2 separate regions of the Mus musculus genome follow, and region 2 is linked to region 1. Evidence: chromatin contacts called from public promoter capture Hi-C data. All regions are on one chromosome and are shown on one strand. The core of a region is the stretch at or near the end of the contact, and the rest is flanking DNA. Distances in the headings are between cores, read along the strand shown. Region 1 holds the start of Sucnr1 (succinate receptor 1). Region 2 overlaps Med12l (mediator complex subunit 12-like).

The links. Promoter capture Hi-C pulls out the DNA fragments that hold promoters and counts their contacts.
Region 2: a promoter capture Hi-C map of pre-B cells shows a contact between it and region 1. The contact joins the enhancer-like site here to the promoter of Sucnr1 in region 1. A contact is called at or near these places in 8 of 39 promoter capture datasets (HPC-7-derived erythroid cells, cranial neural crest, frontonasal cranial neural crest and 5 more), 1 of 15 datasets of contacts at CTCF or cohesin (large pre-B cells), 2 of 484 Hi-C or Micro-C datasets (cochlea and granulocyte-monocyte progenitors), 2 of 115 datasets of contacts at active chromatin or transcription factors (bone marrow-derived dendritic cells and large pre-B cells) and 2 of 9 other capture datasets (adipose tissue and embryonic stem cells).

The regions. Positions count from the first base shown.
Region 1 is chr3:60,079,493-60,084,214 of GRCm38.p6, forward strand. Sucnr1 (succinate receptor 1) reads left to right here and starts at 2,377. Exons shown (of 2, transcript NM_032400.2): 1 at 2,377-2,436. The coding sequence starts at 2,434.
Region 2 is chr3:59,077,911-59,082,986 of GRCm38.p6, forward strand. It overlaps Med12l (mediator complex subunit 12-like), which reads left to right. Exons shown (of 44, transcript NM_177855.3): 11 at 5,043-5,076. Among named protein-coding and RNA genes, the nearest start is that of Gpr171, 21 kb to the right of the region's middle. Within about 2 kb of position 3,176, at least 80 of the 459 cell types and tissues checked have an H3K27ac peak or open chromatin away from gene starts, as enhancers often do. A contact at or near this core is called in granulocyte-monocyte progenitors, pre-B cells and stem cell-derived epiblast-like cells, where this site is marked.

The DNA.
Region 1 (4,722 bases), core at 1,127-3,626:
CCTAGCAGGTTCTTCTTTTCTATGAGAGGCAAATAAAGCCAAATCATGTTGAAGAGAAGAGGCCCAAAATTCTGGCACAGTCCTTAATCAGTTGTGCAATGTGTGCAATGTATGTAAGTTTTGTTGGGCCTCAGTTTCTTTAGCTGAAAATTAAGGTACTGACAGTTTGCTCTGAGCCACAATCATGTAACTCAACTAAGCTGATGTATGCCTGTACTTAGAGTGAAGTCCCTAAGGACCACAGTAGACACTGGGAAGCATTGCATTGCATTGAACTGCCATTTGTGCTCCCTCCTCTGTGTTTTTCTCTTGAGTTTCCTGCTGAGTGGATCTGATTTTACACAAACTTCTCTTGCACACCCTGCTCGCTGGACTTTCATATATTATTTTACATTGGACTGTGAATGTCAGGAACTTTGTGGAGTAGAGTCACTGGGCCCCTCTGAACAAGGAAATCGGCTTAGGCAAGTTTGTTTCACAGATCACACAGCTAGTAAAATGCAAATTCAGGACAAGGATTCAATGACCTTTTTTTTTTTTTACCGTGCTGCTTTTTGTAAGATTATTTTAATTTGTATTCCTGTGCCGAAACTAACAGCATTAAATTGAAGTACTCATATGGAAGGAAGTTTAATTTATTGAAAATGTCTGTAATAATTAATCTTTAGCAAGCAAGTATGACATATTATATTAGCCAACAGCTTGTTATGACTAATCCCCAGTGTATAGTATAATACACAGACTTCTATGTAGATATATGTATTTCCTGGGATTGTCACAAGTATCCCTACTTTACAGTTAAGAGAATTGAAAATTTGATGAGATCCAATGTGTTACATTGTTTCTATCAACAAAGAAAACAAAGTCAGAAGCTCTGCCCACTGAAATATTATAGGCTGAACAGAAATCACTTCCTGAGAGATGTGTGCTCTCTCTGGCAGAAGTGACAACATAATTTGCAAATCCAGCACAAGGGAAATGTTTGGTCCCTTGTTATAAAGTTAATACAAATTTAGAACAGGAATGTGACCATACAGTGTTCCATCAAGAATGCAGAGCTTATATTTGGGCCTGTGAGGGGGCCTGGAAGTGTGACAGTGACACTCGTCCTGCTGGACAGATTCTCCGTACCTCTGCTCTGTAACCCTGAATAAGGTGTCACGGTATGAAAGGAACAGCAGTCTATTTACTGTATCTGCCCTGGTACCAGTGGAGGGGTCCTGGGGAAGTGTGGCTCTTGGCAGGAAGCCCAAACTATCAGCTTGCAGTCCTGTGGGGGGGAAAAAGAGAAGTACCGACCACATTTTTGGCCATCAGGAAGTAGAGACAAGAAAGAGGAAACTCTGGGGAACTCCAGGTACCCACAAAGAGGGAATCACCATCTCCAGCCCCTCCTGCCATGGTGGTGGTCAGAACTTTCCTTTTTACATTGTAGAGGTCTATGAACTACAACTGGCCACTCTATACCTTGGAGAGGTCCATGAACCACAACTGGCTACTCTCCTCTCTTTCTGAAGACTGTACCCCAAAGTACTCTCTAGCCTCTTTTCCTCTACAAGTAGAAAATGCCTGTGATTGTATCTTAGTCGCTACCATGTACATACATCCTCAGTGTTATCCCCACCCTTCAGGTCAACCAATCCAGATTTTTGCTTGAATAAAAAACTGATGTAGCCTTGAGAAAAGGCCAGGTTTGTTTCTTATCTGGAATAATCAGTCTTCTGGATGCTGTTCAGAGCACTGACTGGGGAAAGTCTACTACTATCTCTTGAGCTTGTCATCTAAGATAATGCCTCTCTCCTTAATCCCTAGCCATCTGATGTACTTCTTTATGTTTCCTGAATTTAATCACAGAAAATAAAACGGATACTATCTAAAGTTCTAACAGCCTTTCAGCAGCACACTGACAAGGCTCAAATTCAGACTGCCGTCCAAGTACTCATGTCATAGTTCCCTCAGGATTTCTATGAAGCAGTTTAATTATTGTATGCTTAGTATAGAAGTCACCAAAGAAATGTGTAAAACAATGAAAAATGAGTTCAACTATATATATTAACCATAAAATGTTTGCTGTTCTCATTACCTAAATGTGCGTACACAGTTCCATGCACATACACATGGGAAGATAGAATGCTTCTATGTTGTTTTGGGAGTGTATCAACTAAATTTAAATTAGCTTGTCCTCAAATGTCTTTGTTAAAACTACTCTCTACAAAATGACTCATCTGTTGTGTGCCTTCGGCTTTTCAGGAGTTCCTCTGAATGACTTGGAGGTTTTTCTGAATAAATTATCCCTGCCTTTTGAATTATTAATCTTGGCTGCATAATATGCAAATCAGACTGCACTGGTCATGTCCAGCAACACAGCACTGGGTCAGAAGCTGTCTCCAGCTCCTGGCAGAGTTTTCTGTCGAGACAGAAGCCGACAGCAGAATGGTAAGGGACACTGCAGCTCATGTCTCTCGGTCACACCAAAGAAGACCAAGCTTTCTGCTTAGGGCTTCCTTTGGAAGGGTTCTGTGAGCTAAATGCTGCCTAGGGAACTGTTCTTCAGTAGATGTGAAGCAGCCAAAGGCAAACATATCTGACTTTCACATCTATTTCATGTGGCTCTAAATGCATTGATTTAATAGACAAAAATGTAGTGTGTTTTGCTTTAAAGGGCTCATTGTATTTGATAATGTCGCAACAAAGATAATTACAATTATTTGAAAAAGTGAAATTATTTAGAGAAAGGGAAAATAACTTGCGTCATGAAAAATTTAACCATGTAAATTAAAGAACTTATAGTAGAGTAAATTTTAAATCATTCCAAAATTTAAAATTTGCATCTATATTTGGCAAAATGTGATGATTTAAGAATAAGATTTACTAAAGGAACTGGTAAACTGCAGAGTGATTGTTATTCTACTCCCCAAACTATATAATCTATTCTCTAACTTATTAATGAAAAATGCAACTTGATACATACTGTAATGTTTGATGTTTGGGTGTAACTTGTGGAATACATAAAAGTGACGTAATTAACCAGAACCAAATACTTATATTTATATACACTCAAACACAGTTTATTTAAATTGTTTACTAATGAGAGAAACTTGTTGGAATATCTTCATACTTTACTTTCCAGTGACAGTTAAAATTTTTATTTTTTGTTAGGCTCTGTGCAATGGTCCAGGATATAGGAACAGAGTTTGTATTGGATTACCAGGTTTTTCATTAATGTATTTTTTCTTAATTTCTGGTAAAAACATGCATTATTTTTATGTTTAGAGAACTAATTTTATAAGGAATTTTCATCATTCCAAATTAAGAATGAGTAGTAGCAATTTTCTCATGTGGGTGTATTCAGTTTATATGTAGCTTATTAATTCTAACAGACTCTGTGACTGTGGGCTAGAAGCTAATAATGATTTCCTTTTAGTTACTAATGTGTTTTTTAAAGAAAGTTCTCGGTTAATGGTTCACCTCAGTAAGCCACTACATGTTGTCGCCATGTCTGTTGCCTATGAAGAGGACAGCTCCTGAAAAGTATAGGCTAGTGATGGTTCAGAGGACATGCCCCCCTTGAATTCAGAGTTTTGCCTAAAGGAGCACACCTTACTTCCCTAATTTGCATAATTATACCATAACAAAAGACACCCGGAGGTATGTATGTATGTGTGTATATATATATATATATATATATATATATATATATATATATATGTATATATACCTGAATATATATATATATGTATATATATACCTGAATTTGGAATACAATATTCTCAAAGTGTGTCCTTATGAAGTTGAATCAGCCTATAAGCCTATAAGTATTGGAGAGCCTAACACTATAAAACCATAATCTGATAATGTTTGGATATGAAAAGGGATTTAAAAATAAACCAAGTTGAAAACATATTAAATGAATAGATTATAAGACGTCATGAAAAGCAAAATCTCATTTTAACAAACAAATTTCAGCAATATTAAAGCATAAAAATAATAGGATTAATTGATTTAAACATTTTTCCCTGATTTTTTGTTATTTGTACCCACACTGTACTTTATAATTAATATGTATTTCATCCACACACCTTTTGTTTTTGTTTGTTTAATTACTTCTTGTACTTTTACGATTATATTATAATTACATTATTTTCCCCTTCTTTTTTTTCCCTCTCTCTCGATTCTCCTATATACCCTTCCTTGGTCACTTTTTAATGTATGGCCTCTTTTTGCATTACTTGTTCTTACAGGCATATATGAACACATATATTTATAAACACAACCTCCTAATTTGGTGTAATATTATTTACAAAACAACTTCCACACCTAAGGCTCAGGGAACACTGTGTAGAAGAGGGCAGAAAGCTTGTAAGAGCTGGGTGTCTCCTGAGAAACTGTGTCTCCTCGTCATGTCAGAAGCTACATCCATAAAATTTCACCAACATGACTTCCTAAACTGGTCTGAACAAGGGCAGTAACAATAGCCATGCTAGAGAAGACAGGGAATGGACCACGAGGTCTCAACCCTAAACAAAGAATCACAGTCAACTATGGAATGCTGAGAGTGGGAGAAATAGTCTCTCCCAGAGAAGCACACAATAACTATTTACCCAGTACCACATAGTCAACCTAAAAAGGACATGTTTAAAGTGTTTTGTCCTGGTGGTGTTTGTGTGTTTGTTTGTTTTTAAAGCAAGAGTCACTGTAGGACAAGCAAGGCAAAGGTACAGG
Region 2 (5,076 bases), core at 1,926-4,425, 1.0 Mb before region 1:
AGGAGCCACAAGGGTTCAGTGTGTTAGAAGCAAGCTTTATGTTGAGTGGAGTCTCTGTCTGTCTCTTGGGAGTCTCTGCAGAAGTGGGTTCCTGTACTTGGTAGAGCAGATTGCGTCTGTATGATTCTCAGCTCACATGGTATTCTTTTGTCGCCAAAGACAAGAAACTTTCCATCCCTGTAATCAGGGCCAGTGTGGATAAAATGCTTCAGGAAATCCTGAGATTTTCTCGTTGGATGCGGGTTGCAGGGCTAAGGTGTTGTGTGTGTGTGTGTGTGTGTGTGTGTGTGTGCGTGTGTGTGTCAAGTGACAGTGCTCTTTGGTTTGGGTTTTGCCCAAGCAGATTAAGAACCCTTCAGCCCTGCTGTGCCAACTAAGTCAAGAGTTCCTGCTGCAGGGTGGCGAGATGGTTTTGCAGGTTTGCTGCTCTTTTAGAGAGCCTGGTTTCCCAGCACACACATGGCTGCACAGAGCCACCTGTAACTCCAGTCTAAGAGATCTTTCAACCTCATGTGATCTCCACAGGTACCAGGAATGCATGCGCTGCACAAACATGCAGACAAATCTTACTCATGCCTGTGAATTATAAATAAATACATCCTCAGAAAAAAAAAAATTAAAGCCTTATTCCAGTGGTTCTCAACCTTCCGAATGCTGTGACCCTTTAAGACAGTTCCTCATGTTGTGACGATTCCCCAGCTCTAAAATTATCTCATTACTACCTCATGACGGCAGTTTTGCTGCTGTTACGAATCATAACGTAAATATCTGATAGGCAGGATATCTGGCATGCGACCCCTGTGAAGGGAAACTCAAGTTACACACAGGCAATTTCAAAAGTAAGTGTTAGGGAGGCTGCCTTGTCAAGGATAGAGATGACGTTGCCGTGCTTCAGAATAAATCTCCCTGTGCTCTCAGAAGCCCAGTGACTTTGCAGCAGCCACGTGAAACAAGCCACTGGGCGTATGAGCTTCTGCAAGGTTAAATTCCAACGAGCTTATTCTGTTGTAAAATGAACAAAAATGATTATTGTGGTCGTATAGTTAGTTTTACTGAGAATTTCTCTTAAAATGATATTGTCTGTTTATCTATATGAATTAGTTTTGCGTTGTTGTAATAAAATACCTTGATCAAAAGAAGTTAGGGAAGAAATTATTTTGGCTTACATGCCAGAGGGGCGGGCTACTGCCTTTCATAATAGGCAGGGGATGTGACAGCAGGAGGGTGAAGCTGGCCTGTCAGTTCGGAAGCAGTGTCTTGGTGTTTCATCCCCACACAGAAAGTAGAGAGACTAGGAAATGGGCCCAGGTAATAAGACCCCAGTCTGCCTTCAGTGACACTTCCCCAGCAAGGTTCCACATCTTAAAGGGCCCATAACCTTCCCAACTACCACTGGTTGGAGACCAGGTATTGGAAAATGTGAGGGTGTAGGGGATATTCGTACTCAGACCCCAATGCTACCTGTCTGACTGTATTTGATCTGAGAAAGCAGGGTAGAATTTGAGCCACATCTTAAGGAAGGCATTCTCTGCTATGCATGTGTCATGGTATTCGCCACTAGAGGGCAGTATGGGCTTTAGACCAAGTCCTGGATGATGTAGCAGTTTGGATGGGGATGCAAGAGAGGTTTAATGGTGATTTGAATATTGATTGCATTCTGGGAAGAGATGTGAGTGGCTTTGTGGTTAATGTGGTGCCTTTGAGTAAAACAAAGACAGTATTGTTAACTTTTAGTTCACGCTTCCTAACTTTTAATCTGGGAGGATATCTGTATGGACGGCCCCTTCTGTAACATTAAATATTTAAACATTAATGTTTAAATACTTAAAATGTTAAGTTTATAGCATTAACATCTTTAAAACGTGGCTTTAGTTTTTAATATGCATTTATATTAAGGCATGTATTTATGTATAAGTTTGCAAGTGACAGTTTTACTTGTCCATTTACAATTTTAAATAATGATAACAGACGGTTTTACTTGTCCACTGAACCAAAGAATCAACCTCCCCTCCCCTCCCCTTCCCTCCCCTCCCCTCTCCTCCCCTCCCCTTCCCCTCTCCTCCCCTCTTTTTCTGTTCCCTTTCTTTTTCCCTTCTTATTTGGAGATAAGGTCCTCTGTGGCTCAGGGAGACTTCTGAACTCCAAATCTTCCTGCCTTGCCTGCTTAGTGCTGAGATTGCTGGCGTGTGCCACCGTGCCTGGCTCAGGAGCCACTGTTTTCCTGAGCACTGAGTTACTTGTTATTCCTGGAATTCACATGTAAATATTGGATGGTAGCTGTGTGGCTTAGAGCAAGTTACTCACAGTTGTGTGCTCAGAGTTTTCGCATAGTTATACAACACTTGAGCATGAATATCCATTGAGATTATAAAACATAATAAGTATGTTCCAAAAATTGCTACTGTGGCCAGTAATAAAATAGCTTATATTTTATTGGAAGAACCAACATTATGTACCTGTTCTCTAGTAAGATGGAGATATATTGAGTGGTTGGTTAAGACTCAGATATGTATCTCCCATCTTTAAAATGTACCTCCTTTTTTTCTTGGGTCCTATAATTTGTCCAGGATTGATGTTGCATGCGTGGTGGGAGATAAAGTTAGCAACCTCTCTCTAGTCATGGTGGTTTGATGTTTGCTTTTACAAGGGGTGTTCTTTCTCATACCAGCTGGGGGGACCTCAGCCCCTCCTGTCTCTGTAGTCCTTGCAGACTGCTTTGTAATGGCTAAGAGGGAAATCTGATCCTTCACATCCTTGTAGGAGGTGGAGAGTCCTGATTTGCGTACAGCCTCAGCTTCAATAGTCAGCTAAAGTCCGTTAGAAATTGTAGAGTACAGGTGAGAACATTTGACACCAGGCTCTGCCTGTGGTGAGAGGAGCTGACCCTGCCCGTGCTGGGGGCACGCTTTCACTAATAGCTCATGGAATGTGAGCTGCTTTTACTCTTTCCCTGCTGGGGCGGTGTCAACTTGAGTGCTGCTGTAAAGAAGGTAGGGAATGCACCTTGTGTTTTAGTATTTTTTCCACTCTGTGTCTTATAAAAGGAAGAAATTCTCGCATTCAATTCAGAGCTCAGAGGCTGTCTGACAGTGGCCTCTGGGCCCAGCAGTCACCTGAGGGGAGTGAACCACGGAGCCCTCAGCTTCCCGGTACTGACTAGGCAGTTACTGGTGACCTCATCTCCAGGCCGCCAGGTGGGGAGGGCCCCACAGCTTTGCAGAGCTCTTGGACCACTTCCTTCCTCTTGGCCTCTCTGCTTTTGATCCTGCCTGGTGTGAGAGCAGAGGCTGCACTGCACGTTTGGGCGCTTCAGGAACGTGGAGAAGAGGGAAGACCCAAGGGTGGCAGGCAGGAAAAGCTGCTTTTCAATTCTCTTTCTGGGGCCCCTGTGAACAGACTTCTTTCCAAGTAATGAAACAGCCAGGCCAGATGCCCCAGCCAGAGCAGAGTGCTTCAGGACAGCACAGCATGGGTCGTTTTCTCAGTCTCTGCTCCTAGTATCACCATGAAACTCCAACCGCAAAACCTACATAGTGCTTGTTTATGATGGTTTCATACCAGTTTGTGCTCAAAGTTTAGAGTTCTTAGGTAACAGAAGTCTCAAGTTCAGCATGTCCTGTACTTACCTGAGTCCACCCGGTTTAGGCATTGTGCTTGATTACTGTCACCAGAAATAGGAGGGCTTTGTTTCTTTCTTGGCTGTGCTTGGGCACAGTTACCTTTCTCAGACGCCTGCTCTGTGATGTCAGGGGCTGTGCCTTATGCCTTCCATCACATCCTTAGTCCCTGGCCTCATGCCTGCCACATCATTCCAAGGATGTGGGTGTGTTTTCTTACTTTGGGCTTCTGAGCTCACTGAAAGGCTGCTGGTATGGTGACAGGGAGGAGGATATACCACTAGGATTTGTCTTGAAGGAGAGGGGTTCACGGATTCATGAAAGGTGTATTACAGTTGGTGTACAGTCAGACAAGAGAGGAAGGTATTTGCAAGTGGAGGCAGGGGCATGGCTGACAGGAAGCCCCTCAGCTGTGAAATCAGCAGGCTTTGAGGTACCTGTGGATAATTTGCTTACATTTATAAAAGGGCATGTCATTGCTAGATGACATAAGATGTTGTGAACCCATTATTAGTGCAGCATTAAGTATTCATAGTGCCTCTCATGTAACTAGGCACTTAATAGCAATAGCTACTTAATGTAAGGAAAACAAGTCCATATAAGTATAAGCCAAGGAGGTACCATCAAGTATGTCAGTCAGTTTTCCATTGCTGGGACAGAATACTTAACTGAGGGAAGATTTATTTTGGATCATTATATTGTAGAGGTTTTACCCCATGGTTACTGGGCCTGATGTCTCTGGGTCTATAGTGGATATGAATAATCATGGAGGGGAGTATGTGGTATGCTGATGGAGAGCAGAAGGAGAAGAGGGGAGGGGGAAGGTAGAGAGAGGGGGGAAGAAGGGAGAAAGAGGGGGAAGTCCACATTCTAACCACCTAACAGTGGGGTTGAGTATGCGCCCTTTGTAATAGTATTTCAGTGTCATTGGAGTTCAGTGGTCTCTCTCTCTCTCTCTTTCTCTCTCTCTCTCCCTCCTTCCTTCCTTCCTTCTCCCTCTTTCTTTCTTTCTTTCTTTCTTTCTTTCTTTCTTTCTTTCTTTCTTCCTTTCTTTCTTTAATGTATGTGAGTACACTGTCGCTGTCTTCAGACACACCAGAAGAGGGCATCAGATCCCATTACCAGATGGTTGTGTGCCACCATGTGGTTGCTAGGAATTGAACTCAGGACCTCTGGAAGAGCAGTCAGTGCTCTTAACCGCTGAGCCATCTCTCTAGCCCCCAGTGGTCATTATCTTTAAGGAAACTCTAGTTCTCTTGGAATTGTTTCACATTCAGCTGTATTTTGAGTGTTTTCCTCCCCTGCTTGAGTTAAAGTGATTTGAAAGCACTCTGCTAGTAAAACTTGGGAACAAAGCTTTAAGGATTAGGCAGTCCTTTGCTTGCATTAACGTGATATTGTTGGTACATTTCTCTTGGTCATTAGGTTGCCCCCAATGATGAAGCTGTGGTGACATTGT